2 separate regions of the Mus musculus genome follow, and region 1 is linked to region 2. Evidence: chromatin contacts called from public HiChIP or PLAC-seq data. All regions are on one chromosome and are shown on one strand. The core of a region is the stretch at or near the end of the contact, and the rest is flanking DNA. Distances in the headings are between cores, read along the strand shown. Region 1 overlaps Micu1 (mitochondrial calcium uptake 1). Region 2 overlaps Mcu (mitochondrial calcium uniporter).

Region 1 (2,771 bases), core at 232-2,731, 220 kb before region 2:
TAGTGTGTATGGATCATGCTACTGATCCTATTTATTGACTTCTTAAAAATGGACAGACCTTTAGATTTAAGGACTAAGACAACAAAATAAAGAACTTGAAAGGGACAAAAAATAAAACCACTAAAGCCACACATACACACACACACAAATATATGTGTATGAGCACATGTACATACATATTAAGTATTCATGAGCACCTATGTATGCATGTATGTTATTTGAAATAATGGTATTGTTAAAGTTGCAAGAGGATTTTCCCAGGGTGAAGACATACTGTAATTTTGGTTTTCTTATTTCCCTACAATTTATTTTTACATTATAATTCTATTTTGCATCTATATTTTGCATAAAAATATATTATAATTTTATGCACATGGGTATGTTTGCATGCACATGGTGCACCATGTGTGTGTCTGGAATCCATGGAGGCCAGAAGAGGGCACTGGATCCTGGGGAGCTAGAGTTAAGATGGTTGAGAGCCACCTGGTGGGTCCTGGGAATTGAACCCAGATCCTTGGGACAAGCGTCCTGGACTGTTATCCCGAGTCTCTTCTGCAGCCTCCTCACACAGTCTGTAATGCTGTGGTAATATCATAGTTTCTGGTGAAAAACCACAGCCCACTTTTTCACATTTAAGAAAATGCTTGCTCTGGTCTTCTCTCAACACTTTGACAAGAATAAGGCAGGTCATACTGTATATAGATTTTTTCCCTCAAAGAAAAAATATTAGTAAAATACCTTTACCTTTATAACCAACAGTTGTATTACTTTACAAGGGAGGAGGCTGCTCATAGGTCTTTTTTCTTAAAATATAAACAAACAAAAAACCTCCTTTAAATATGTACTTTGCTTGTTAAAGTTATAAATACTTAAAGGAGTAAAGTACCTTTTATTGAATAATTCAAGCTAAAACCGAGAATGGAATAAGAAACTATAAATTTATTATTATCTCTATTTTGCTTTGTAGAAGCAAAAGAGTAAAAGAGAAGCAATCCCGATGAAAACTCTGCTTTGTTTGCTTGCATGTAATTAAGAGTCAACTCTGTGGGGCTTTGAGGTTAAGAGTACTGGCTGTTCTTCCAGAGGACCCGGGTTCAGTTCCCAGCACCCACCTGGCAGCTCACACCTGCCTGTAACTTCAGTTCTAGGGGATCTGACACCCTCACACAGACAGACAAGCAGGCAAAATGCCAATGCACATCAAATAAATAAATAAATTGTGAGGAAAAAAGAAAGAATCAACTCTGGACCCGGCAGCTTGGTAGCACGTGCCTACAAACCAGTACTTGGAAGGCAGAGCCAGGAGACTAAGTTTGAGGCCAGCATGATGTACAAAATGTGTAATCAACCCAGCCAGGTCTATGCTAAGAAATCCTGTCTCAAAAAGCCAGGATCAAAAACAAAAGCCAAGACAAATACAGGCTGTGAGGACAACCAAGCCCAGCTGGAGGCCTTCCTGCCCCGTCCTTTTCTGTAACCACTTGGCCTTTGTCTCTCACAGGCAATGTGATCCCTGCCTGCACTGTTAGAGCAAGAAACGGTACACACAGTTATGCTTGGATGGATCCAAACATGATTCTAGGGGCTCCTTAGGCACTCTGAAATTAACCCCTCTGGGCTAGACTATAGTGTTGTGCACAGTGCACAGTGGCAGAGCACTCGCCTGGCTTGGGCCAGACTTAGGTTAGACCCAACACTGAAAGCAATAGCAACAGGCAGGCAAGCCAGCTGGTACATAAATACATTTGCCACCAAGCCCAAGAACTTGAACTTAATCCCCAGATCTCATAGATTAGAAGAGTAAATTTTAAAAAAGTATTAATCTCATTTTCTCTAATCCTTAACAATTTATTTATTTGGATTATGTGTGTGTGTGAGACGAATGTGCAGGCCCATGTGCTATGGCCCACTTGTAGGGATCGGACAACCCCGTAGAATCAGTTCTTTCTTTTCACTGTGGGAATAAGCAAAAGAAACTTAACCTAAGTGCTACCATTTTGTTTTCACATTCCATTTAATCATAGGAGAAACTAAATAAAGGTCCCAGGTTCTAGGAGAGCTAGGAACTTCCCAATAGCTGAACAGCTTCTCTTAGTGAGAAGGCTCGGCTGATTCCATGACAGGCTTCAAACTGGCAGTTCAGGAGACGAGGCCTAAATCTCAGTTTCTAAGAACTGGGCAAGCCCAGGCAAGTCCTGCCCTCAAAGCTGCCCACCACCTGGCCCGAGGCAAAGACAATGGGTCGGCAGCAGTTTCCAGACTTCACACCTTGAAAATGGTTCCAGAAAGTCTAGAGGTGGAGTAAGACAAAGGTCATCTATCCCAGAATTCCAATGTGTTTTAAAGCGAGCCTTCTTCAGGCTCACGTGATTGTCTCTCTATCCTGGTAATGGGAGAATGCTGGACTTCTGAAGAATAAAACACTCTGCGCTTTCATACTGTTTTGAGTCTGGGGTTTCATTCTTCGGGGAAGCATGGACCCTTACATTATAAGGAAAAAGTTGTCCCAGTCCAGACATCTCAAGGACAACCTCTCCATCTTGCTGGCAGGGTCAAACAAGGTCATGTTCCAGGCCCAGGAACCGACTCCTATCCTGATTGGTGAAAACTCCCTTGCTCAACCCCTTAAGTCAAAATATGACTGGACAATGCTACAGCCCACTCCGCTCCCTCTCGCTGCGTGGTCTCATCCTTTAAATGTGCTGTGTAATTTCTCTCTAGGGTCCCAGTTCAGCTCCCAAGTCTGTTCTGTGGCCCGGATCAATCAGTAG
Region 2 (2,700 bases), core at 58-2,557:
AGAGAGTAAGCTTTCCCTTCTTCTATTCACTGTTTTTAATAAGTTTGTTCTGTTTGTTTTGGGGATAGGGTATATATGCAACCTTGACACTCCTGGAACTCTGTTTAGACCAGGCTGGCCACAAACTCACAGAGATCTGCTTGCTTCCACTTCTGAGTACTGGCATCAAAGGCATTTGCCACCATGCCTAGCTTCATCGTTTTTTGCTTTCTAAGTTAGACTTTGAGAAGACTGTAGATGTATGGAACAGTGGGAAACGCTGTAGAGTGGTCTCGTGGACACTTCACCCATCTTCTCCAGTGGCAGCACTTGCCGAATCGTAGTATTTATGTCACAGCCAGAACACTGACGTCACTCACCTGTCTTGAGCTTTTCTCTTTCACTGGCCCTCATTGTGTGTACTTAGAGGAAGGCACACTTCATCATTGGAATAGGTCCCTGCTTCCAGTACCTCAGTCACGGTACAGCACAGCGTTGGAGATGGAGTCCAGGGAGGGCTTGCCTACAGGCCACGAGGCCCTGGGTTCCGATCCCAGAGTGGGAACGGGGAGGAGCTGTTGTAGAAAATATTTAATCTCAATCCAGGGCTTCTACTCTGCCTTTAATTATTCAGTTCCCAGATAAAAACCACATAAACTTTATATTTATAATAAGCCTTAATCAGCACTAGATCTGGACAGATATCTATCCTCTAAGCTATTAGAATTTAGTTCCCATCAATAACCTCGAATTATAACTTGCCATGTTCCATCTGGGCAGCTCTTAACTCCAGTTGGCCAGCTGTCATAGCCGTGTGTTTATGACTCACCTAACCCATGGTGTCTTCTCCTCTTCCCTCCTTCTCTCCTTCTCTCCTTGTGGTCTCCTCAGACCCCAGGCCCAGGAACCCAAACCCTACCTACCTCTTTTCTGCCCAGTTATTGGCTATAGGCATCTTTATTTAGCCAATAGTTTTAAATTAAAGGAGCAAGGTCCCATTGTAGGGTTGGATTCTCATCCTTGCGAGCCACCTGGCCTTGGAGGCCACTAGTTACCATTACAATACACAGCAAAAGACCACACCTCAGGAAGGAGCAGAAAGGTACAGAACCAGGCTGTCACCTGAAGCCTCCTGCTCAGATCGGTCTGTAACCACACCAATGTCTTACCTACCCTTCTCCTTTTCCACTGCAAATCTGTTCTACATTTTTTTTTACAGATTTGTCATTTCAAGAGTGTTATAAATATAGAATCACACAATGCGTAACCTTGTGAGATTACCTTCTTTCTCTTAGCATGGTAACCTTGTGACTCATCTAAGTTGCCATCTAGACCAGTAAATGACTCCATTGGACAAGCATTGTGATAAAATGCATGCAGTCTCTTTAACATTTGCAAGTGTACAGTTCAGTGACAAGAAATTCACCCTCACCACTCTCTGTTTACAAAATGTTCCCATAGCCTCAGTAACAACTTCACTCATCAAAGACTCCCTCTCCCTCCACATCTTTGTAACCTTTACTCTACTTTCCATCTCAAGGAATTTGCCTAGTCTACACATTTTATGTAAGAAGAATCTTATAATATTTATCTTTCTGGGGCTGGTGAGATGGCTCAGTGGGTAAGAGCACCCGACTGCTCTTCCGAAGGTCCAGAGTTCAAATCCCAGCAACCACATGGTGGCTCACAACCATCTGTAACAAGATCTGACTCCCTCTTCTGGTGTGTCTGAAGACAGCTACAGTGTACTTACATATAATAATAAATAAAAAATCTTAAAAAAAAAAATATTTATCTTTCTGGTTCTGGCCTATTCTACAGAGCATAATGTGCCCAAGGCCCATGGATACTGTGTCATTTATCATTTTTTTATCCCCATTTATAACTAAGTAGTTTTATTTATTTTTTTTACTGTGCAGTATTTTTACTAATAACATGGGTGGAATATTAATGACTTGCTTGGCAAATCCATAAATGACAGGGAGTTGTCAGTTTTGCATTTTCCAAATAGAGATTGACACTAGTTATTGGATAGACTGTATTCATCAAGCTGTGGAAATCACTGATGTCAAATTCCATGTGTGATCCTCACACGGTACTGTAACTGTAAAGGAATGTGACGTGGTTCAGTTGCAATGTGACAAACATCTGACAATGACATGTGAGTGTCCTCCTCACATCTCCTATGACAGTGAGACCACAGACCAACTTGGCCTCTATTAAGAGAAGTATAACATACTGAACATGGACTGTGATCCAGCTGCCGCACTGTATCCATGGCTGGGTACCAGTATATTTTAAGGATTAAATATTTAGAATTTGTGTATTTAGAAGAAAAAAAGAGGATAATTTTATAGGAAGGTAGTAGCCACTCACTATTAGATTCAGAACTTAGTGGTCTGCCTTGGTACTCAGGTCTTAGTCACAGGACTTATAAGCACCAGCTGTGACGAGTGTGTGCTGTGCATTGCTAGACTGTTTTAACACCAATAGTTTCCCAGCAGAGGCAGAGAATGTGCTTGAGTCTGCATAATACCTTGTGAATCCTGCACGTTTGAGAGTTTATAATAATAGAACATGACACAGTTTTGAGTTTAAAGCATTTATAGTTAATGGGACTGCAGAAAAGTCATTTTCTGTTATGTATGTCTGCATGCAATTTTAGCTTTTATAGTGAATATATATTACTCTATAAAAAAACAGTTGTAAAGCAATGCTCTT

The links. HiChIP or PLAC-seq counts read pairs in DNA pulled down with a chosen protein or histone mark.
Region 1: an H3K27ac HiChIP or PLAC-seq map of embryonic stem cells shows a contact between it and region 2, with 5 read pairs. The contact joins two enhancer-like sites. A contact is called at or near these places in 2 of 39 promoter capture datasets (embryonic stem cells and stem cell-derived epiblast-like cells) and 5 of 115 datasets of contacts at active chromatin or transcription factors (bone marrow-derived macrophages, double positive thymocytes, embryonic stem cells and 1 more).

The regions. Positions count from the first base shown.
Region 1 is chr10:59,794,746-59,797,516 of GRCm38.p6, reverse strand. All of the region lies in intron 8 of Micu1 (mitochondrial calcium uptake 1), which reads right to left. Among named protein-coding and RNA genes, the nearest start is that of Gm17059, 4.1 kb to the left of the region's middle. Within about 2 kb of position 1,481, at least 14 of the 459 cell types and tissues checked have an H3K27ac peak or open chromatin away from gene starts, as enhancers often do. A contact at or near this core is called in embryonic stem cells, where this site is marked.
Region 2 is chr10:59,579,303-59,582,002 of GRCm38.p6, reverse strand. All of the region lies in intron 1 of Mcu (mitochondrial calcium uniporter), which reads left to right. Gm40671 (a long non-coding RNA gene) reads right to left here. Exons shown (of 2, transcript XR_871744.3): 2 at 1-554. Among named protein-coding and RNA genes, the nearest start is that of Gm40671, 5.2 kb to the right of the region's middle. Within about 2 kb of position 1,307, at least 31 of the 459 cell types and tissues checked have an H3K27ac peak or open chromatin away from gene starts, as enhancers often do. A contact at or near this core is called in embryonic stem cells, where this site is marked.